7 separate regions of the Mus musculus genome follow, and regions 1, 2, 3, 4, 6 and 7 are each linked to region 5. A link is a contact called in public HiChIP or PLAC-seq and promoter capture Hi-C data. All regions are on one chromosome and are shown on one strand. Each heading gives the region's core, a stretch centred on a gene start, on an enhancer-like site or on the middle of the called end of the contact. The rest is flanking DNA. Distances are from core to core; before and after follow the strand shown.

What was found. Promoter capture Hi-C pulls out the DNA fragments that hold promoters and counts their contacts. HiChIP or PLAC-seq counts read pairs in DNA pulled down with a chosen protein or histone mark.
Region 1: a promoter capture Hi-C map of pre-B cells shows a contact between it and region 5, with 5 times the contacts expected there. The contact joins the promoter of Snrk here to the promoter of D830035M03Rik in region 5.
Region 2: a contact with region 5 is called in a promoter capture Hi-C map of pre-B cells, with 3 times the contacts expected there. The contact joins the promoter of Ano10 here to the promoter of D830035M03Rik in region 5. A contact is called at or near these places in 2 of 39 promoter capture datasets (liver and pre-B cells).
Region 3: a contact with region 5 is called in a promoter capture Hi-C map of pre-B cells, with 6 times the contacts expected there. The contact joins the enhancer-like site here to the promoter of D830035M03Rik in region 5. A contact is called at or near these places in 4 of 39 promoter capture datasets (the C10 cell line, hippocampal neurons, pre-B cells and 1 more) and 1 of 484 Hi-C or Micro-C datasets (cardiomyocytes).
Region 4: a promoter capture Hi-C map of hippocampal neurons shows a contact between it and region 5, with 4 times the contacts expected there. The contact joins the promoter of Vipr1 here to the promoter of D830035M03Rik in region 5. A contact is called at or near these places in 2 of 39 promoter capture datasets (hippocampal neurons and liver), 2 of 115 datasets of contacts at active chromatin or transcription factors (kidney and large pre-B cells) and 2 of 9 other capture datasets (adipose tissue and liver).
Region 6: an HNF4G HiChIP or PLAC-seq map of pancreatic cancer cells shows a contact between it and region 5. The contact joins the promoter of Zfp651 here to the promoter of D830035M03Rik in region 5. A contact is called at or near these places in 3 of 39 promoter capture datasets (cranial neural crest, liver and pre-B cells) and 1 of 115 datasets of contacts at active chromatin or transcription factors (pancreatic cancer cells).
Region 7: a FOXA1 HiChIP or PLAC-seq map of pancreatic cancer cells shows a contact between it and region 5. The contact joins the promoter of Abhd5 here to the promoter of D830035M03Rik in region 5. A contact is called at or near these places in 2 of 39 promoter capture datasets (both in liver) and 1 of 115 datasets of contacts at active chromatin or transcription factors (pancreatic cancer cells).

Annotation. Positions count from the first base shown.
Region 1 is chr9:122,115,721-122,119,140 of GRCm38.p6, reverse strand. Snrk (SNF related kinase) reads right to left here and starts at 1,875. Exons shown (of 8, transcript NM_001357775.1): 1 at 1,734-1,875.
Region 2 is chr9:122,292,587-122,295,986 of GRCm38.p6, reverse strand. It overlaps Ano10 (anoctamin 10), which reads left to right and starts at 1,564. Exons shown (of 13, transcript NM_133979.3): 1 at 1,564-1,683. Gm26797 (predicted gene, 26797) reads left to right here. Exons shown (of 5, transcript NR_168548.1): 5 at 1-77.
Region 3 is chr9:121,673,760-121,677,189 of GRCm38.p6, reverse strand. No RefSeq gene overlaps it. Among named protein-coding and RNA genes, the nearest start is that of Sec22c, 30 kb to the left of the region's middle. Within about 2 kb of position 2,014, at least 84 of the 459 cell types and tissues checked have an H3K27ac peak or open chromatin away from gene starts, as enhancers often do. A contact at or near this core is called in pre-B cells, where this site is marked.
Region 4 is chr9:121,640,970-121,644,237 of GRCm38.p6, reverse strand. Vipr1 (vasoactive intestinal peptide receptor 1) reads right to left here and starts at 1,522. Exons shown (of 13, transcript NM_011703.4): 1 at 1,312-1,522. The coding sequence starts at 1,389. It also overlaps a transcript of Lyzl4 not described here.
Region 5 is chr9:120,490,955-120,494,033 of GRCm38.p6, reverse strand. It overlaps D830035M03Rik (RIKEN cDNA D830035M03 gene), which reads left to right and starts at 1,453. Exons shown (of 2, transcript NR_166642.1): 1 at 1,453-1,928; 2 at 2,904-3,079. Eif1b (eukaryotic translation initiation factor 1B) reads right to left here and starts at 1,428. Exons shown (of 4, transcript NM_026892.3): 1 at 1,193-1,428. The coding sequence starts at 1,223.
Region 6 is chr9:121,758,342-121,761,285 of GRCm38.p6, reverse strand. Zfp651 (zinc finger protein 651) reads right to left here and starts at 1,253. Exons shown (of 6, transcript NM_001166644.1): 1 at 1,061-1,253. The coding sequence starts at 1,063. It overlaps E530011L22Rik (RIKEN cDNA E530011L22 gene), which reads left to right and starts at 1,343. Exons shown (of 1, transcript NR_033503.1): 1 at 1,343-2,944.
Region 7 is chr9:122,350,136-122,353,126 of GRCm38.p6, reverse strand. It overlaps Abhd5 (abhydrolase domain containing 5), which reads right to left and starts at 1,511. Exons shown (of 7, transcript NM_026179.2): 1 at 1,288-1,511. The coding sequence starts at 1,340.

The sequences.
Region 1 (3,420 bases), core at 626-3,125, 1.6 Mb before region 5:
CTGCGACCTCTTTGCTTTCAAACGACCCTTTCGTGGGGGTCACCTTAGACCATCAGAAAACACAGATATTTACATTGTGATTCATAACAGCACCAAAATTATAGTTATGAAGTAGCAATGAAAATAATTTTATGGTTAGGAGTCACCACAACATGAGGAAATGTACTGGTCCAAGCACTAGGAAGGTTGAGAATCATTGTTTAATCAAATGTGTCATACTGCAATTATTCATTAAAATTTACTCAGAATACTATAAAATTTACTCAGAAGAGCATAAAAGGATAAAAGAAAATTTCTGCATAAAGTAAAATAACTAGCTGTGCAAAAATTTAAAAGTCAAAAAGTGGCACTTAAGAGTTTCTGATCAGAAAGCTTTGAGGACAGGAATATTAAGTCAGTGCTATGCCCTCGATTTTTTTTTAACCCAGCTTCATTATGTGACCTTGGGAATGTCATATAATTTCTTTCATCCCTAGGTCTGTAAAATGGGTCAATTTTACACTGACAGCCAGAAAAATTGCTATGTATTTGATGTTCTCTGAAAGAAACTTGTCTAATTAGTATGTTTAATTAACACACATACAGAATTGTCTTCAAGAACCCAATTCCAAGAGAAATATTTAACCAGACGCTGAAGACAGATTTCTCTGAAGGGAATGGTTTTATAAATCTGGAAAACACTGTAACAAGATTAGAAATTAACAAGTTGATTACATAATCCTTGACAACCTGGGCTTCAGACTGCACCGATACGAACTGTGATAAGTTAGGGATCAATTTGGGACAGTGTCCCAATCCCTACAAAGAATCCAAACTGAGCCTTTTGACCCTGGACAGGAATCTGTTGGAAACTCAGCAGAAAGAGCTGTACACCTGTAGGTCCATCGCTTACTTCACCTTAAACCTGACAAAACACTTCAAGCATCCAGGTGGTTTCACCAAGGCTCCTAAGACTTGGAGAATACGCTCATTTAAACGGAAGGGAAAGTAAGAAACCTGACAGCCCAGAGGCCCTACAGCCTCTGACTTCTACAGTCTTAGGAACCCCGGAGAGAAATTCCCCAATGCATACACGACCCGAACTCACAGCGAAGCTCCTAGGTTGTAGCTGACCCCACTGTTTAAGAACATCACAGCTGGAGGAAGCCTAAGCTTAAAGGGCTGCCACTCTCCTGGCTCCCGAGTCCAAGCAAAAGGCAACAAGGTGTTTGTTTTTATTGCAAATGGTTCGGAAAGAAATCAACAGGCGATGTCTACGGAAAAGAACAGCGTCTCCTAACGCGAAAAAATCCGAGCAGTCCCCGGGGAGCCGCACCGCTGCCCCTTCCGCAGCCGAGCGCCCTTCTCCGTAGACAACCGCGTCCCCGAGCTATCGTGAGGCGGCGGCCGCCCGGCTCTGCAGCGGGACTCGCGGCCCACGGGGAAACTGAGGCCCGTGGATCTCGCGTCGCCCGGGGCCCGCTGCGGGCGCGGCGCGGGGCCGCGTCGACTCCCGCGCTGCCGCAATCCCGCGGCGGCCGCAAGGGCAGGGCCGGGCCGGGCTGCGCGAAGCCCGCAGGCCGGGCGAGCTCGGGGCCGGGGTGGTGCCGCGGGCCGCGTCCTCTGCGCAGGGCACCCCGGGCCGAGCGCGCAACTTACTTTCCGCCTGCGGCGGCGCCAGCCCAGCCCCGCTAAGGCGGCCGCTGAGGAGAAGCGCAGACCCGGCCCACGCTCCCGCGCCGCGCTCGCCCTACCTCAGCCGGCAGGCGGGCATCCGTCCGCAGCGGCCGCGGCGTCGACAACTCCCTCCCGGCCGCCGGAACCCCGCACCCAGGGCTAATCATAATACCGAGCGGGCGGCCGGGGGTGCGGCCGCGCTGCGCAGGCGCGGGCCTTGCGTCATCGTGACGAAAGCGATGGGGTGGGGTCTTGTGTGAGGGCGGGGCCTTGGGTCGGGCGGGGCGGGGTTAACCCGGCGCACCTGCAGGCCAGCTCAGGGTCTACTGGAGGGCGTCCTGGCCCTGGCCTGAGCACATCCTACTCTGGAAAGAATAGAGATTATGCAGAAGGAAGCGCCAGGACGATGGACAGCGGCAGCAGGCATAGCAGCTAGAGCTATAGCTTTCAGGGGATATTGGAAGAGATCTTGGGGCTGAGGGCAAGGAGCACATGCGCTTTATCCATCAATGTTCACCCTATCTCCCATCTAGCTTGAAGCAATGAGAGACAACAAAATTAATATACATATGCACGTGCATATATATATATATATATATATATATATATATATATGTGTGTGTGTGTGTGTGTGTGTGTGTGTGTGTATCATATATACACAAGCATGCATACACATATGCACATATATATATATATACATACACATTTCTTTACTTTTTCTTCTCTCTGGGAATACATTTGAAGAATTCTGTTGCTTTTGTTACCACTAAAGCAGAAAGAAGCAAAGCCCAACACCTGAATGCAGGCTTGCCTCTAGAGTCAAAAGTCACTGGCCAGGCCAGGCAGCCTCTGAGAAACAACGTGGAGAAGTACACAGCAGGCACTAACTTGGCTGTTCATGGTTCTGTTCCAAGATGACTCAGAAAGGGATGTTAGTGGTGGCAGGACAAGAGGGAGGGAACTCCCAGCTCTATCTCCTGGAAGGATAATGAGCCATGGAGACTAGTCCTCTGGGGCTCCTGAAAAGAAGCCAGGTGCCAGGTTTCTCTCCCCTACTTTTCCTTCTGTGTTCCTGCATCCACAGAAGAAGAAAAAACACACACACACAAGCAGAATGAGCTTCTTACATGTCCAAGCCTGACTCAACTGACTGGACAAAAAAATCTAAATGGCTTTTGCCATCTCTGTTGGTCAGAAAATGGCAAGTCTTCTTCCTTCCTCCCTTCATTTATTTATTTGTTTATTTATTTATTTATTTATTTATACTACAACATCCACTTCGCATGCCTGAAGATGGCTGGGAAGCAGAATGACTGGGAAGGTGGTCTCGATCTTCTGCTGAAATGTGTGCTTAGACCTTCAATTATCCTAATGCTTTAGCCCTGGGTGGCAAAGTGCACATAGGAAAACCCCAGCATTGGCCTCTGCTCACGCAGGCCCCACCTGACTTAGGATCATGAAAGGACAGTGTCATTTGACGTGGAAATGTTTTCTTTTTCTTTCTTCATGTCTCTCTTTCTTATTTTTTTACATGTGTGTGTGTGTGTGTGTGTGTGTGTGTGTGTGTATGTTCAACATCCATGTAGAAGTCAACCTGTAGAAGAGAAAGCTCTGTCTCTTTGTCTGACACCACATGGGTCCTAGGGATGGAACTCGAATTAGCAATCGAGGCAGCAGGCACCCCCACCTGCTGAGCCATCTTAGAAGCTCTGCCAGGGAGATTCTAATTTAGACACACATTGAGCAACCGCTCCTAACTAGGTC
Region 2 (3,400 bases), core at 315-2,814, 1.8 Mb before region 5:
ATAGCAAAGAATAACTAAGACATGCCTGTCCTAGCCTGCTTCTTTGGTTGCTCCAATAAAATTTAGACCAGAACTAACGTGGGAAGGAAAGGGCTTATTTGACTTATAGTCCATCATTAAGGTAAGCCAGGTCAAGAGCTCAAGGCAGGGTCCTGGAGACAGAACTTGAAGCAAAGACTACAGAAGAATACTGCTGCTTACTGCCTGCTCTTTTAAACAGCCAGGTTCCACCCTCTTAGGATGGTACCACCCATAGTGTGCTGGGCCCTCCCACATCATCAAGAGAATGCTCCTCCCTACCCCCCCTCCCCCCCAACACACAAGCTCAAAGGCCAGTCTGATGGAGGCTGTTCCTTAATGTGATTTCCTCTCAGGCAACTATTGGTGTGTCAGGTTCACAAAAACTAAGTGGCATGGCACCATGACTCAGGCTCACATCTTGTACTTTGCTTTGAGATGGAGATTCACTACATTGCTCAGGCTGGTCTCTAGTTCCTCAGTTCAAGTGATCTTCCAGCCTCAGTCTGCTGAGTATCTGAGACTACAAAAGTGTGGGCCACCAACACAGCTTAACTAAATTTTGTTAATTCAGCTGTGATAAGATTACTCCCAAGAGGGCTGGGATAATCTCTTCCCTAGGATGCACAAGGCCCTGGGTTTAATCTCCAGTATAAAGACTATCTGAGCAAAAAGGATTTAATAGATATTCCATTAAAATGATTGTTTTTCAAAAAATTTCAAACATTTCCAATCAGATACCAAAGAATGAAGTTATATGCAAGGATGAATGTAAGTTCAGGGGCTGAGAAAATTGGAACTCTCCAACTGAAACCCACAAGTCTCCTGAGTCGTCAATTGACTCTAATTGTTAAAGTTCTGAAAGATTTGCCTTGGTTTTCAGAGAGAAGAGAGCTTCAGAATTCTGCTGAAAACCAGCCAAGAATTGCTCCTTAAGGCAGAGAGGGGGCTAGGAGGACAACCTCCAAACCGGAACACCCCCAGGGGTTGGGGTGAAGGCCTTGTCCCCTGGAGGAAGGCAAAAACTGGAAGGGTGTGGAGGGTGGAGGCTAGACGGTAGAGGGTAGAGGTGGGCAGGTGTCTGGATTCTGGTCTAAGAGATTAAGAAAAGGAAAGCGTAAGGAGCCTTATCCTTTCCCTTCCATTCCCTACCCAGCAAAGCCAAGACCCAGCCCGCACCCATACCACCACGAGGACCGCTAGCGAGGCCCCACCCCTCCGGATGAGGCTCCCTTTCTGCCGTGAGTGACAGCAACCCAAGCCCCACCCCACTCGCCACAGCCCCGCCTTTAACATGTCTCTCTACAACGACAGCTGATGAGGCCACGCCCATGCAGCACCACCACATCCCACCAAAATGAGAACCTTCATGGCCCCGCCCCTTCCGTCGCGGCCCCACCCCTCTCCCGAGGGTCAGCCAGTGAAGCTTCACTCTGACACCTCCGCCCCCCTTCCTCGGGACTTACAACTGTTAAGGCACCGCCCCTTTCACGGTGATCCCGCCCCCCACGCCGAGTGACAGCCGGAAGGCCCCGCCCCTCCCGGTCGTTGACGCCTCCTGTCGGCCAAGGCGCCACGCCCCGGTCGTGTATCCAGTCCGCCTTAGCGCCGCGGGCCTGGTTCTCCCCGCTCCCGCGGTCCCCGAGGACGCCGCGTGGGCGGCCGGTGAGTGGGGAGGGGCGCAGTCCGTGTGGTGGGCCCGCTGGGGATGCTCCCCCCCCGCGACAGGGAAAGAGCCACGGAAGCACTGGTCAGGGCTGGAGATCCGCAAGGGTGTGAAAGCCGGCGGAGGCAGGGGGATGTCGGCCGGCTCTGGATTTGCGTCAGGCCTGGAGCAGGGCCGTCTCTGACTGACCATGGGATCCCGGGGTGTCGGGCTGCTCTGATTGACACTTCGGGGAAGGTGCCCGGTAGCCTTGATTGTGTCACACCTCGCGGTCTCTCTAGGGTTGTGAACAGATCCGGTCTGAGGTTTCTGACCGGGCCCATTGTGCGCTTTCCGTGATAGGTGTCGCATGACTCCAGTGAAGGGTGCAGAGCCCTGTCCCTACCCGAAACCCTGTTTGTTCTTTCCCATAGCTGAGGCGGTGCGTAGACGGTCTGACTGAAGTCTCTTCAAGTTTGTTCCCACTCCACAGTTGAATCGCAATCCCTTAAACCCTGATGTTGTAATCGAATCCCGGCAGTTTTAAAAGTTTCAGGTGCACTGTGAGTGGCCTGGTTTCCATTTAAAGTCACAGTAACCTTAGAGGACTAGATATTTCTAAGGACTCTTTCTGTCTTTAAACAATTTTAAATGCAACCGTGCATCCCTTAACCAGGGTAAACTGGGAGGGAGATGCTTGCTGTTTACCTGGCATGAACGTCCGAGGGCACTCACACAGACAAAGAGGCTGTGACTTTACTAGGCATATAGTTTTGTTTTCTGGGGTTTTTTTGTTTTGGTTTGCTTTGGTTTGGTTTTTGGTTTTTAAAAATTTTTGTCTGTGCGTTCGTGTTATTGTGAGTGCAGGCAAACGGATACACACAGGCTTGTACAGGACAGAGGACACAGGTGTGGGCCCTTGCCTCCCACCGTGTTTGAGATAGGATGTCTTTGTGTCTTTTCATTTTTGCTGCTGTGCTGCCTGTTCCAGGCCATTCAGCCCTATGGCTTCTTAGGGTTTTACTGTCTCTGTCTCCCATATCACCTGGAGTTGGGATTACAGAAGCACTCTACTGCGTGCTGGAGTCCAAATTTAGGTCCTCTTGATGAGAAATGAGAGATGCAGAATATCAGACAGGCATAGACAAGGCCTGGTAAACTGTAACGAGTGTGCATTTGGATAGACTGTAGTGTGGTTGCGTGTGCGTGTGTGTATGAGTGTGTAAAGAGGAAAACTAGAAAGGTTGGAACACAGAAAAGAGGATAAAGTTGAGAATATAAATGCCCTGTAGGAATGCTCAGAACCCTATGACCTCTAGTAGCATTTTGTTTTTCTTCCTAATTTGTATATTTAAAAGTGTTTTTTTTTTTTTTTACATATTATTGTATGTGTGCATGTGGGTTTACACATACCATGGAATGTGTGTAGGGATCAGAGGTCAAATTCTGGGAGTCAATTCTCTCCTTTTGTGTATATAAATACACATATAATTAATGGGGTAGTATTCTAATATTAATTTGTGACTTTTTCCAACTTAACATTTTCTCATTTATCATTTTCCTTGATCACTAAATATTCACACTGAACAACCAGCTACTTCTTTCTAAAATAATAATAGTATTTCAGCTATGTGTTTAATACATGCATGCTTGGAGGTGAAGAATTAGGGCTGATCAAGGCAAGTATATTAGTAAGTGTTTAAATGCCATCTATGCTACATTGAGCTAGTCCCTCAC
Region 3 (3,430 bases), core at 765-3,264, 1.2 Mb before region 5:
GTCTCTGTTATCACTCCCGGGTATATAGTCTCTCACCCTCATCCTCAGCACCAGCCACTTTGCACAGGGTGAGTGTGAGCCAGTGTGATGGTGAGTGAGTGTGAGCCAGTGTGATGGTGAGTGTGAGCAAGTGTAATGGCGAGTGTGAGCCAGTGTGATGGTGAGTGAGTGTGAGCCAGTGTGATGGTGAGCGAGTGTGAGCCAGTGTGATGGTGAGTGAGTGTGAGCCAGAGTGATGGCTATCCTTCATGGCCATGACCGTGTTTGTAGTTACACGCCTTTGGGTAGATCTGTGAGGACGTTTCCAGACAGGATTAACTGAGAATGGAAAGCCCACGCAAGTCCTTTGAGTGTGGATTCCTCCATCCCATGGGCTGGGGTCTCAGGCTGAGTAAAGAGGAGAAAGCAAGCTGGGCACCAGCATCCATCTCTACGCATGTCACCAGCTGCATCGCATGCATCCTTCCCTGACTTCACTGTCATCATGAACGATGTCCCCTAACACCATGACGCTGCTGAATGTATGTGAAAGCATGGCATGACAGAGTCAGAGCTGGGATTCTAAATCCTCAATCTTGAAAGCCACTGCCCTTTTCTGTCCCCAGGGAAAGGTAGGAAGGGGGACTTCTATCTCCAGAAGACGTGGGGAAAAGATGGTGCAGAACTGCCGGGAAGGAAAGAGGGAACTCCGACACAGGCCACCCTGTCTCATGACCTGGAACATCTTGAGGGGGGAACTGAAAACCAATAAAGAGGAGTATTGCCCCCTCCCCACCCCATCCCCCGCTCCCCATCAAAACAAGAGCCCCTCCTCCAGCCCAGCAGCCTCCAGGGACAAAGGAAGCTACAGATTGAATAGAAGAGGATTTGAGTGAAGGTAAGTTTGGTGCACCACAGAAAGCCTAGCTCTTGGGAAGCTGGGCATGATGATTCAAGGTCAAGGCTAACCTTGGCTGCCTAGTCAGATCCCCTTTCCAAAAAGTTCATATTAAGATTTTGTAAATGGTGGGAGGAGGCAGCTCAGTTGGTAGACATGTTTGCCTAGCATGCCTGAAGCCCTGAGTTTGATTCCCACCACAGCATACACAGGGCGTGGTGGTGCACACCTGTTATATTAGTTAGCACCCTGGAGATAGAAGCAGGAGGTTCAAGGTCGACCTCATACGTAGTGAGTTCAAGGCCAGCCTGGGTTACATAAGATCTTTCTGATCCCCACCCCCCGTCCCCTTAAAAAGAGAGAAAAGGAGGAAAAGCCTGGCTCCATGAACATCATCTGGCCCATCAGCCCCCAGAGGAGCCCCAGAGGAGCCCCAGAGGCCTGGAGCCTCCAGACAGCCACAGCGCATGAGCAAACTGGGTCTTGTAGGTTCATGCAGGAGCTACCTGGTGCATGGTGGGGTCCACTCTAGAAGCTGTGGTAAAACAGCTCACACCTGGTTATAGAAAGAGGCAAGGCCGAGACTGAGGGGAACTGGAGTTCCCCAGAGGAGGTGGCTCAGCCAGAGCCTGTCAAAAGAACAGGCTGTGATTAATGGCCACAATTTGGGGGGGGGGTTGCTTTTTTTTTTTTTTTTTTTTGAGACAGGGTTTCTCTGTGTAGCCCTGGCTGTCCTGGAACTCACTCTGTATGTAGACCAGGCTGGCCTCGAACTCAGAAATCCGCCTGCCTCTGCCTCCCAGGGGCTGGGATTAAAGGCGTGCGCCACCACTGCCCTGCTTACGGCCACAATCTTGTATACAAAGGCTGGTGAATGCCCTCAAAGACCCCTTACTCAGTGCCAGGTTCTTTTCTGTTTAGACAGACACCTCAACGGGCTCTGCCTCGTGTCCACCTACCCACCTCTTCCTTCAGTTTCCACAGCAATGCCATGTGGAGAGCATCAGGCGCCAGGAGGGACCCGCCAGCCTCTTGTGCAGGCGGTGCTCGCTTGACCATGAACTGTCCTCCAGAGCCTTGTGCATTTGAGCACTTTGTCCCCAGCTGATGACACTGTTTGGAAGGTGTTTAAGAAGTAGGGCCTCTTGGGAGGAAGTGGGTCACAGGGGGTGACACTTGTGGGTTGAAACCTTGCACCACTTCCTGTCATCTCTTTGCTTCCTCGTGATTAACAACCAACTGCCTCCCGCTCCAGTCCTCATGCCTTCCCGGATGTGATAAACTCTATTTCTTATTTTAAAAATATATTTTTTAAAAGATTTATTTATTTTTATTTATATGAGTACACTGTTGCTGTCTTCAGACACACCAGAAGAGGACATTGGATCCCATTTCAGATGGTTGTGAGCCACCATGTGGTTGCTGGGGATTGAACTCAGGACCTCTGGAAGAGCAGTCAGTGCTCTTAACCTCTGAGCCATCTCTCCAGCCCCTTAAAAATATTTTTACGTGATTTAGTTATGTATATGTGTGTCTAAGTGAATCCCACGTGTGCGTAGATACCTGCGGAGACCAGAAAAGGGCATCAAATCTCCTTAGAACTGGACTTACAGGCAGCTGTGAGCAGCCTGTGTGAGTGCTGGGGACTGAACGCAGGACCTCTTCTGAGCAAGTGTTCTTAACTGCTGAGCTGTCTGTCTCTCCAGCCTCCTCTCCTCCCTTCTAAAACATCAAGCCAGGCTCTCTCCCTCGTTAAGTTACTTTGGTCATCTGTTTTACTGCAGCAACAGTGGAGTAATTAATCGAACCTTGGGCAACGGCAAAGACAGTCATGGCTGACACTTCTTTTCTGCCCCTCAGGCATGCTCTGCCAGCTCCTCAGAATCCCAGTCGCTCTATGGGTGGCCGGCTCCGTTAGTCTTTCTCCACTTCCAACCTTCGCTCCTGCTTCCTGGCCATAGACCTTCCTCACTTCCCTGTGGAGTATGTGTACTGTAAAGCCACCACACTGCGGCATCCTGCCTTTTCTCCAGACCCCTCTGTGGTCCTGTGTGCGGTCAGGTCTGGAAGGCTCCAGGAACGCCTCCCAGATTCTGCATCCTGGATTCTCCTAGAGAGAAGCTTTGGCGATGACTGGATGGCCCCAGGAAGGGGAAGACAGTTCTTGCTGCTGTATGGTGGCCACTGGCAGGCTCTGGCTGGTCACAGAGCTTTCTTGCTACTAGTTTAATAGATGAGCAACAGGGAAATTGGAAGGGATTTTCTGGGGTTGGGGGCGCCGTCCACAAGTCTAGAAGTGTTCCCTGACCTGCCCCCAACCATTGCCTCTCATTCTGCATAAAATGCCCAAAGCCTGTCCCCGCCCTGAGCCATGGCTGGCTCCGTGTCTTCAGCTCTAAGGCACATAAACCAAGCAACTCAAGTGAAGGCAGCCAAAGACCACACATGTCCCCAGAGAGCCACAAAAGGAGACCGAGCTAGATTTAAAAAATGAATCAACTTGCTTTATGGAAGCTTGTCTGTCCTAGTTTGCTTTCTGTGGTTGTGACAAAA
Region 4 (3,268 bases), core at 273-2,772, 1.2 Mb before region 5:
GAGGAGCTAGAGTTGGCACCTCCAAATAAGAAGTAGGAAGATGGAATTGGAGGGACTGGGCTCAATCTGTTTCTAGATGGATGGTACCTGGGGCCAGAGGCCTCCAGTGGTCCAAAAACCCCTGGCTTATCCAAAATGGAGTAGCCAGGACACAGAGTTGGGGAAGTTGGAGGGCTGCTAGTGTGGTCTGTGACACTGAGGGCCAGAGTCTGATGAAGCTTGGAGTGTGGGGAGGGGCTGTAAACAGGAGGAAGGGGGCAACACTGTCCAATTCTCAGAGAGCAGCACCTTCTCCGGAAGGGGTTGGGGGGGTGGTGAGATTTTCCAGAGCAGGGTGTGCCAGACACCAGCTAGGAGGAAACAGATTCATGTCCTGATCCCTGCCCTGGGAAAGGTTGTGATTAGGGAGGGACCACGGGATAGACTGCACTAAGGTGACCGACCAAGATTCCCCACTTCCTCCAGGCAGCCCACTTGTTCCAGACCAGAATCCACTAAGGAAAAGACAATCTTGAAGCAACAGCTCCACAGACCTAGAGCAAGGGAAGGGAAGATCACCTCTGTCCAAGTGTGGCTGGCAGGGACAGGTGTGGCTCCTGTGGCCTCATTTTGCCCTTCTGTAAAATGGGTTTAGGGGGTCTCTGAGTCTTGAGGTCTTTCTTAGTCTCAGAGGAGGTGACCAGGTGTCTGCCCCATGACCCTGGTGAGTCTGTCACAGCCACAGGAGCACACCCACACACATGTCTGTGTGGGAGGAAGCCGAGGTCTAAGGTAGAGCAAGCCCCCCTGCTTTTCCCAATACATGCTTTTACCTGCCCACCATCAGCCTATAGTTAGAGGATAAAGAGCACAGAATGAAATTCTCACCAGATCCCAAGGACCCCTCCCCAGGGTACAGGCACTAAGGTCTGATGCTGTGCTGTCTTCATCGCACAAGTTCTCAAAATACCCAGAGAGGCTTCCAGACACAGCCTCCTTCCCACCCGACAGTCTACAGGATCTCCCATCTCACTCGATCGTGCCACCCACAGTTCTCCTCCCCACGTACCCCCACAGGCACTCATCGCAAGGCAAGTCTGGGGCTCCCTCTCGCCCCCAACCTCTTCATCGCTGATTGGGATCACTTCGCGGTGAGCGCTCTAAGATGAGCTAAGAGGGACCCGCCGCTACCGAGCTCCCACGCCTCTGGGCTACAGAAGAGAGAAGACGAGAACCGCGCTCCTGCTGCCCCCCGATGGCCAGATGGTCCCGGATACGCTGCCCCCGCAGTTCCCCCATCCGTGGGATCTGGGTGGAGGGGCACACACTCACCGCGGGTCCGAGGGCGCAGGCGAGGGCTCCTGCCAGCACGCAGAGCCAGCGGGCAGGCGGTAGGCTCGGAGGGCGCATGGTCCGCCCTGAGCCCGCGGCAGGCAGCCGAGAGCGCCTACGGGGTCTGTGGCTAACGCAGCGCGGGAGAGTGGCGCGGGCCAGCGGCCCGGGCGCTATGAGGCACAGCTCCAGGCTAGGGGAGGGCGGCGGGGGCTCGTCTGACGGGCGGCGGGGTTAGCCAATGGCACGGCGGAGGCGGTACCTCGGCGCAGGTAGGGGGCGGAGCCGGGGCCCCCGGGGGCGTGAGCACAGAGTCCCGCTAGAGGTGCGCGTCGTCGGGAGCTGCTAGCTAGCGAGCATCCTCTCGGCTCTCCGATGCGGGGACGCTGGGCTCAACACCGCCCAGTGTTCCCCGCGCCCGCACCTTTCTCTCTCAACCCCGGCTGCGCCCTCGGCCCCTGGCAGTGAGCTCCTCCAGTCTTCGGCTCCAGGGAGTTTAGCTGCCGGCTCCCCGGTTTCCACGTCGGCTTGCAGCCCAAATTCTTGGACTAGAAGGGCCACAGCTTTCCAGGGCTGAAGGCTGGCCTCCGATGGGGTCCAGCGGATCACGCTGTTGGAACCATCTGCGACAAGGGAGAAGCCGAGGGGGCGCAGCCGGGGTCGGGGAGTCCCAACTGGGGGTTCCTCTTGGCCGCCCAGGGCAGGGTGCACTCAGAGCTGGACACGACTTGGCCGGCGCAGCTCGTGAGGGACGAGAAGTCAATGTTCCAGCGCCCCCGCGCGGGGACCAAAGCCTGTACCCTTTCTTGGGCCCAGGCTGCCCACAGACCGGTCTTCCCGGAGTCCCCAGGGACTAGGATCAGGGTGCCAGTGTCCCGCGCTGTGTCTCCAAGATCGGGCGGGCCGGTAGCGGGTGATCTGAGGCTGCTCTCCCTCCGAAGCTTGTCTTTAGGGCTCGGATTATTCGGTGCTAGCGTGGGGCGCGGGGTTACCGACTCAGAGCCCTTCGCGCTACGTCTTAGGGAACCCGTGCAGATGACTTTCCAAGAGCTCGAGTGATCATGGTGAGAAGGTGATGTGGGGGGCTGATGGCGCGGTGGGATAGAAGGTGGGAGGAGGGGCGGAGTTGCAGAGGGCCGCGTGTCCCTGCGCGAAGTAGGGTGTGCGATCCATTTGAAGGAAGTCGCTCTCCGGGCGCTTTCTGGCCAGCAGGAGCGCGGGAATTTCCCGAGGATTCTCCAGCCTTCCCAACCTGCAACGTGGGAAACTAACGCTGTGGGCGTGGCCTTGAGGTCGGTTACAGAAAAGTCTGGAAGCAAACCCCTGGCCTTCCTCCTTCCTCTCCTTCCTAGTCTACCGCACTTCCCTTGTTCTCTCTCCCCCTGAGCCTGAGCCTGAGCCTGAGCCAGGCCTCTACTACGCACCAGGGCATAGGAGGTAAGAGGCACTCCCTGCAATTTCTGCTTCCGGATAGAGAATGGGCTAGTTGTCACAGGCCTTTCTCCAGTTATGGGGTGTCAGAAGAGGGAGCTGTTTAGTAGTTGCCATTCAGTGCTTCAGGGCTAGGATTTCGGGAGTCACTGTGAGCAGGAATAGGGGTTTGCCTCGCTTGTGACCATGGGCACACTCCTCTTAGGCCTTAGGCCTCTTAACCGGGCAGTGAGGTCTTACCAGCTCTTGAGGTGGTATGCTCAAGTCCCAGATGTGAGCTTTGGCTCTCAACCCTGCCCACCCCCATATGTCACCTAGGCAGCTGCAGAATGCTGATATGGGGCGGGGTGGCACGTGCCTGTGATCCCACTGCTCTGTATGCTTCGGGAGGAGGATTCCTGTGGATTTCAGACCAGCCTGAGCAAAATGCTACGGTGCTTCACCTCATGGTCCTGTTAGCATTTCCGTGTTCTCTGTGGACAGAGATCTGGGCATGGGGGTGGGGGTGGATGGAGGGTTTTGGGTA
Region 5 (3,079 bases), core at 204-2,703:
CAGACCTCGGTGAGGCCTCCAGCACTCCTGCTCCATTTCTGCAGGCGAGGGTGGGGCTCACTGATAATAAGTTTTTCAAAGGAGAAAAACCTAAGCAGGCTCTGTATGCCGATATCTGAGCTTAAAAGTAGAGACCACCACTGTGGAAGCCACCAGCAAATGAGACAGAAAACATTTACGAAACCCTAATTTCATACAGCCTTCATACAGCCGCCACAAGAACATGCGTCACCGCCACTATTTTTCGACTACAACATTCAAAAACACCCACCCCAATTAGTTAACATAGTAACTGAGCCTTATAAAACACATATAAACATATACATGCAACCTCACGAGGTGTAATTTACAAAATGATTGCAAGCAGAGACAACAGGGCCACTTCCAAGTCAAATCAGAGGCCTCTCTCCTAAGTGTTTCAAACAGACGCCTCTGGGGGCTGCTTAAAACCAGCTGGGTCCAGCCCCACCCCAGCTCCGGTCAGTGACAGGTCTCTCTGGCACCCCCCCCCCCTCCAGTCCTGGCCGACTGAGTCGCAGATCCTCTAAGCCCTTAACTTCCCTTCCCTCCCAGCAAGGACTGAGCAAGGCCACCCCCCGCCCCCCATGCCCCAACACACACACACACACACACACACACACACACACACACACACACACTTGTGAGTCGTCTGAGAGTCACAGGTCTCGCAGTCACCCTAAAGCTGTCAGGTTCTCCAGCTTCTGGGCCCCACCCCTCCAGTCTCCTTGCAAAGCCCTGGCCAGCCCCGAGGCCACAAGAGAGATAACACCAGAGACTCCCAGCGTCTTGTCACTGTCAGGTTCCCTGCAAGCCCCTAGTCCTAGTCTCTGCAGCCCTGGCAAGTACTGTAGCTCCCTTACGGGTCTCTGAAGCCCCCGGCCTTTCTGTCAGTCCCCCCAGCCTCTGGCGGGTCCCCCTGCAGCCCTGGCGTGTCCCCCGACCGTCCTGTGAGTCCCCGAGACCCTTGTCTTCCTGCCAGTGTCAAGTTCCCCAAGCGCCTGCCGGTCGGGCCCTCGCCTCTACGGAGTCGCAGGCCCACTTAAGGCCGTGTCCGAGGCCCGGAGAGGGGCATCCCCCGGGCTAGGGTCGCGGGGAGCCCCCCGTCGCCATCTTCTGGGCGCCGAGACAAAGCCCAGAGGGACGCGGGCGGCGGCCGGCCACTGGCCCTTACCGAAAGATTGGAGGTTCTGGATAGTGGACATGCGACACTAGTGTGAGGCCGGTGAGAGGATAGAATTCCCGCGGGGCCCGCCCGGATCACCGTGTCAGGAGGCTGCAGCGGCGAGAAACGGAAATCAATGAAGCGGCGGAAGCCCGGGGCGCAGGAAGACGCGGAGGCGGCGGTGGGGCGCGAGCAGGGAGGCGGCGCTGCGGCTTCTCGCACAAAATGGCCGGCGCCGCGTATTTAGCCCCGCGCGCCGCCGCCACGTGACCGTCCGCACGCACCGCGCGTCCGCCCCGGAGCGCCGAGCCGGGGGCCAGCGAGGAGCGGGCGGGAGCCCACTGCGGGCAGCCGCGGTCCGTCCCGCCCGAGGCGCCGGGCGGAGGCGCTTCCGGGTGCAACGGCGAGAAACGTGCCCCCGGGGGTCTGGACTTGCAACCAGCGGGGACCGCGCTCTGCGCCTCCGCCGCCCTCCCCAGCCCCCAGGGTTCCCGAGACCCCTGAGTTCCTTGCAGAACCCTTGTGGGTGCCACCTGGGAATTCTCCCTTCCTCCAAGCCCCGGGATTCCGATGCTGCAGTCTCTACTAAGCTTAACCTGTTTGTCTCAGGTGTCACGACCTAGCCTCTAGCAGAGTCAGGTGTGCGTGGAGAGAACGCGCTACCATCCCGCCCGAGCTCTCCTCTGCGGAGCCTCCTAAGGTCGGATGCAAGTCCCGTGCAGGATGGGTGTCTGGTGGTTGCTAGGTGAGTGTGAGCGAGCAGATGAAGTAACTGTAAAGAGTAACCGTGCACAACCATCAGTGGACAGTGGAGAACCGTCTTAACCTATGTAAACCACCTATGCAGGTGGTTGGCTTTCTAGACCAAAGCAGTAGACTAAAAATTTGGAATTCTTAACCTTTTTGTAGGTCAAACCTGTTGCCTTCGTGTTGAAATAGTATTGGAGGCCTGATGCAAGACATTAGAAGCCATAGATAGCATACATACTATGTTTCTGTCTAGCAATCCATTCAACAAGATGTAGCAGTAGGTCCAATCGCTACTACAATTTCCTTTTTAAAAAGATTTTATTTTTATGTGGTTGGGTGTATGTACCATAGAGGCCAGAAGAGGGTGTCATATCCCCTGGAACTGGAATAACAGCTGGTTATGAGACCATGGGAACAGAACCCAGGTCTTGTGTAAGAGCAGCAACTCCTGGGAAGTCTCTCGAAGTCCATTACTGTAGTTTAAAAAAGGAAATGAATATCTGGAGTGTAGTGCTCATGTTTCAGTGACTTCTATTGTACAAAGTGGCCGCTCCTAATGTTTCTATGCATGGCCTGTTGCTTTAGGGTTGTAAAAATGAATACACTTGTATGCCCCTACATCCACCAGTCAGGTTTCAGGCACACTACTTACTCAGTTTTATTCTTATACCATGGTTTGAAAAACTCTAGCTTACGAATATTTGAATTAATAGTCTTGAGCATCTTCCACCTTCATGTAGGTCCTGGAGCAGGAACTCAGGTTGTCAGGCCATCAGCAAGCCTGAGCCACCTCACCAGTCCTTGAGAAGTTTTTAATAAATTATATAAATTTTCTGCCTGAAATATTAACACTATTTTCTAAGTAACTTAAAGAAGTCTACAAAGTAGTATAAGAAGCACAGACTACACAAAACATACGGTATAAATTACCACTCTACTACATGGTATGTTTCCCCCCTTTTCTTACTAGATATACCTTACCACTGGGTATTACGTGGTTTCTCAGATGGAGCCTAGGATGAGTGAGCCAGAGAAGAAAACTAAAACAGAAAAACCTTGAAGTTTCCCTGAAGACTGGAGCTGGAGCAATGGCATAGTCTAGCTGTTCTTTCAGAGGACTGCTGCAGGCCCCAGCTCTCAGGAGAA
Region 6 (2,944 bases), core at 4-2,503, 1.3 Mb before region 5:
CCTGGTACACTTCAGACAGGCAGTTGGAGAGTCCTGGAAGTGAGGTGGGTGGAAGCATGAGGTGTGAGAACCACCTAAGCATCCAGACACAGTCACCACACCCTCTGGTCCTGCCTCCTTCCCAGTCATTGCACCTGCAGGTCCTGGTGTCTGTACTACTGGGGGGTGGACGGTGGCAGGGAAAGGCCCCCCCATGGCACCACTTATTCCAGGCTTGGGGTCCCCGTTTTTCCCTTTACAAAGCTTCCCCAGGGACCTCCTGCTTGGGCAGGGCCACTTGAGCCTGGCAGAAACCCAGGCATCCCTAAAGTCACATTGCAGCCTCCCCAGCCATGGACCAGAGATGCTGCCAGCCAGTGGCAGGGCCCCTTCCGGATCAGTGCCCACCAGCTGTGTAGCCTCTGGCCAGATGCTTCCGGCTCCTTGAAGCTGAGGAGGCTTCTCAACACCTGGGTACACCAGCTGCATCGCAGCCCTCCCCCAGAGGGACACCTGCAGAGGCCACCAAGCTTTTGCCTCCCAAAGGCCATCTGGTGAAACCCCGGCGGCAGGGGTACAGGCTCATGACTTCTGGATGCTTTCTTTGGAGAGGCCTGGGAAACAGGCTCAGAGACGGCAGGGGACCGGCCCAAGGTCACACAGGAGTTTCCACTCCAGCTGTGGGCGCCCCCCGCCTATGGAGCGATCCATCCTAGTCTCCGGCAGAGCGGCTGCAGCGCCCACGTGGCCCAAGGCCCGGGCGGGAATCCGACTCCCCCTTTTCCCCCCATTACCAGCCCCGGGGCGGCGCCGTCCGGACGCAGAGAAGCTCCCCCCTCCGCCCGTGCGCAGCAAGACCTCGGCCTTTCGCGTTTGCACCCCCCACCCCAGGAATTTCACCCCTGAGCCGCGCCGCCGCGCCGCACTCTGGGCCCTGCACACCGGACAGATAGGGTCGAGGACCCCGGGGGAGGGGCCAGGTCTTCCAGACCCTGCACCGGGTCCCAAGGGGCCGTGCGCTCTGAAAGGAGGCGCTCGCAGGTGGGCGGATAAGCGGGGGGACAGGCAGGGCCCTGCGTACCATGGTGCCGCGGCGCTGGGAGCTCACAGGGCCCCGCAGGATCGCGCTGCCCCCGAGGGCCGGGCCCGGGCCGCTCCATGAAGCGCCGCGCTGGGGGCCGCCCCTGCGCAGGGCCCCGCGACCATGGCCCCGGGGGCGCGGCCGGCCGGGCGGGCGGAGGCGCAGGGCCGCGGCAAGTCCCGGCCGAGCAGCTGCGGCCCGGGAGCCTCGGGCGCGGCGGGCGGGGGGCGCGGGGCGCCGATTGGAGCCCGCGCGTCAGCTGGGGCCGCCGTCTGGACGCTTAAAGGGCCAGGCCGCCCTGCGTGCTGGCTGGGGGCGCGGACGCGCGCCGTCTCGATGCAGCTGCCCTCGGGAGAGCCTCGGGGTCCCCGGACCGACCCGGCTGGTGACGTGGGAGCGTTTGGACCGCTCGATCCCACCCTCCCGCGCGAAGTCCCTCTCTGCCCTTCTTTGCTGGGAAGTTCGTCCGGGAGTCTAACCCGGGTGTCCTCCCGCTGCTCTGCATGGGCGGGGCCAGGGTAGGCGTGAGGTCGCTGAGCAGAGCGCGCCGCCCCCCGACCCACCTGCTCCCCTGAGCCAGGCGACTCTGATGGACCCGTACCCCAGCCGCGCTCATCTCCCGCCCCCTGTGACTCCGGCTGCTCCGACTTGGGGGTGAGTCTGGGGTCTGTAGCTGCTCCGGCCTCCCACGCGTTTTGCTCTGAGTCTCCCGAACCTACCTGGGGGCCTCTGGCTGCAGAACCTCCGAGCAACCGCCGCAACGACGGAAGCCTTTCAGATGACCTACCTGGAACAGCCGGGTGGGGGCCAGAGGCCCAGGCCCGGCCGAGGGGCCCTCCGCGCAGCCTCGGCGCTGGGAAGATGCAGCTCGGCTTGCGGAACGCTGCTCTGGCACCGGCTCCGTGGGGGCAGGGGGCTGGCTGTGCTGGCAGGAGGCTGCGAAGGAACGCTGCCAGGCCGAGCGACAGCAGGGCGGGACTACGGACTACCACCGTGGTCTCTCCTTCGGACGCCCCGCACCCCTACCCACTGTTCAGCCTAGTCACTCTCCCAACACTGCTCCAGCCGGGCCATTCCACTCCAGCCATAGCAGTCTCCTTGGGTGTGCGCCTTCCTCATGGTGTGCTGTAGCTCTTTCTCTGGAGCCAAGCAGGTGTCATCAAATAGTCGAAGGTCTGTCCCCTCAGAATGCAAGGATCTCTCACTGGACATGGGCTGACTACCCCTGAGCAAGGAAGCTGAGTAGGTGAAGAAAGGTAGGGACAGTGAGGAGAGCCCCTTCCTTCACATGCGCAGGGCATGCCCCTACCTGGGTTCCCGAATCTGAGGCTCTAGGCTGAAGCTGTGAACCTGTCAATTACCGATGATGTCTCCTACACTTCCCAAAACCCAAGTTTCTCGTCTGACCCAGTTGATTGCTGCACTGACCTGGGAGGTGGGAAGGGCAGGGCTGTCTACCTACTGGGTGGACAAGGAGAGTCCCGCAGAGAGAGAAAACATGTAGACGCTGTGCTGGGAGGTTGGAAGAAGCTGGTACTGGCCTTGGCTAAGGTAAAGGAGTGACACCCCTACCCCACCCCCTGCTGTCTCATTTGGGTTCTCTGAACTCCGACTGAGGGCAAGAGGGCACACTGGGCTTGTCACTGGCAACAGCTGCAAAAGCCAGAAGCCCCGTTGTGTTCATGGCTGCAGAACTGAGTGGTCTGGACATGGGGTACAGCCAACTGGAGGGACAAGATGGGAGCAGAGGAAGGATTCTAGGCCACAACCTCAAGTTCTGTTGGTTGGTTTAGGGGCCAGAGCACTCATTACCATGATAGAGGTGGGTGCTTTAGACCCCTAAAGCTGAGTGACTCCAGGCCAAACTTCACTTTGGAGAACAAG
Region 7 (2,991 bases), core at 262-2,761, 1.9 Mb before region 5:
ACCCAGCAAGAACCTAGCCTTCTTTCTGTTTGCATGGTTATCCAGCACTGCTCACGGGTCCTGCCAAAAATACCAGAGAGGTCTACCTCTGACTAGGGACTGTAACCAGTCTTGCCCTCAGTGACCTCCAGCCATCATCAGAGCCATGTCACTCTCACCGTTGTGCTATGGATTCCTGAGCCTCACAGTATCAAGACCAAAAGGGCCCACAAGTTAGAATTCTCAGAGCCAGAAAAATGTCCTGACAAATTTAATAGAAACCCAAGCTACCAGGTCCTAGTTGTACCACATGACACTCTGTATTTCATGTCAATATAACTAGGAAGTTCAACAACAGACCAAAACAGTGGCTCCACTTGTTAATTATCACTTAAACAAAACTTGAAGAGTGTAGTTTCTAGCATTTCAAAAATATTCCTCCCCTAACATCTTTCCAAAATACTTACTTTCACATTACCATAATCTATTTACCCTATGGTTATCTTTCCCATACAAATGTCTCCAAATAGCTGAAGTACAACTGTCAAAATAATTTATAAAGGAGATGTATAGTCCCGTCCATATAAAACAAGTAGCCTTTTGAGAATCAGTGAAATAACTTTCATAGTAATTTAATTTTTCCACCAAGCATTGTTCTACTCACAAGGGCATGACATATCAAAAACAAAAAAGAATAACTTACTATGTCTATGAAGAAGTTGGGTGTGGTGGTTCACACATGTGATCTCAGCACTGGACGGCTGAGGCAAAAGGATTGGGTCTCTGCAGAGTTGAAAAGCTACCCTGGTCTACAGATTTCCAGGCCAGCAAGGGCTACATAGAGTGACTCCGGTTTCCAAAAAAAACAAAACAACAACAACAACAACTTAAGGGCTTCCTTCCTGTTAGGCATCTGCCCTTCAACTTTCACAAAGTTTGCCAGGGCTAGTGAAGCCAGACCGCCGGGTCACGGGAGCGCACGCACGGGGCAGCGGGAGGTGGGACGCAAGCGCCCCAGGCGCACCGGCGGCGATCGGCTGTCCCGCGAGGCTCCGAGTCCGACGCCTTCTCCCACCCTGGCGACGCACGGCTCCCGGCGCGGAGTTCTGAGCTCCGCCGCGCTCGGGATCACCGGGACGGCCGTCAACAGCAGCCGCTTTCCCTCCCCGCAGCCCCGCGGCCCTGACCGGGCCTGTCTGCCCCGACGGGTCGAGAGAGCGGGCGCCCGCGCCTTCCCTCGGCTGGCCGCCCGGGGTCGCCAGAGCGCACGAGACCCACGTCGTCCCCCCCTTCCCGGGTGATCCTCACCCTCCACCGGCGTCTGCCGAGTCCACCTCCTCCTCCGCCGCCATCGCTTTCATCACCGCCGCCGCGCAAGCGCAGGGACACACCTCGAAGCCGGCTGACAGGCCGACTGGGCGGCCCCGGGCCGCGGCCGCCCTTAAGACCGCACCGCCCGCGCATGCGTCGTCCGCCCGCTGGGACGATCCGAGGGCGCGGCCGCGCCACCGCAGGCTCGGCGTCCCAGCGGCCCGGCCTCGCAGACACGCATGCGCTGCCCGCCTGTCGCGCGGAGGCGGGGGCACTGGTAAGGAAGGTCAGCCCGACGCCGCGGGAGCCTAGGTAGTCATCCGTCGGAATAATGACCATTAATGCGTCATTCCGCCCGTGTGGACTGCCCTGGACGGGGCGCTAGGCAAGCCGTAGGTAGCCTGGAGTGAGACCCCAGCCAGAAATAGCCTGAGTGGCAGAAGTGCGCATCCTGTGGTGCTGGACCCTCCAGCCCTTACTTTCAGGTGGTGGCCTCTAGGAACTTGCACTCCACCCTGCCAGACTCTAGACTCCGGAAGGCTGAGAGCTTATGTGTGGGTACTAGAATTACACACACACCACCACCATCACCACCACCACCATCATCATCCCCACAGACCACAGAAGAGAGGGGCGAGGGAGGGAGAGAGGGAGAGCACTTCCTAGAATCCATTCTAAAATGATAGAGGGCTGAGGGCTCATAAAAATATTCTCATGAGCTCGATATGGTGGTCCACACCCTTCAAAAACACTTGGGAGTCAGAGGCAAACACATTTCTGTGAGTTGGATTAGCCTGATTAGCCAGCCAGAGCTACACAGTGAGACCCTGTCTTTAAAATAAATAAATTTAAAGGGGAGAGGGCTCGAGGGATGGCTCAGTGGTTAAGAGTGCATACTGTCCTATAGAAGAGAATGGGTTTGTTTCCAGCATCCATGTGGAGCCCCACAACTGCTTGTAATTCCAGTTCCAGGGGAGCAACACCCTCTTCTGGCCTCAGAGCACCTTAATGTATATGGTGCACATACAGGCAAGGAGGCACACCCTCGAGTGGGATTATTTTAATAATTTTTTTCCTGGTTAAGGGACGTGAGCAAATGCGTGAAAGTGATAAAGAGTAAAGCTCAGTACAGGCAAATGAAAGTCAGCAGCTAGCAAGTAAGTCCAAGACTGCGCTTTAAAAATAGAATTCAGAACTATGGCACTCACTGTGATTAAACAAATAGAGGCATCCTGGTGTTGCATAAGGGATGTTTCCCTTGGCTGGGGGCAGGTTCCTCCGGTCAGGAGAAAGTGTATGAACTAGCCTAGCTCTTTGTGCTTGTGACAAGCTGCCTACAGCTGGAGCTGTGTTGTGCAGGGGCCATCTATGCATTAGTTCCTAGGTTCAATTCCCATCCTGCCCTCTACCCCACACTCCAAAAAATGAAATTCTGAGAATATGTAATAGGTTCTCTTAGTTCAGCCACACCTGGGTGGTACTGATGCCCGGAACTACTCAGGAGCCTGATGTAAGCTAACTGAGTCTCAAATAATTCTAATAAGGCCAAAATATGTGGCATTCCCCCTTTCCCAGAGATCTAACCAAGAGCAGGTGTGTGGATGTGGGTTTGAACAGAAACAGAGGCTCCCACCACCCTCTTGATTTTTTTGAAGGCAAATGGATAATGTAAATATCGTTTGTATTCCCTTCGTTACTTTA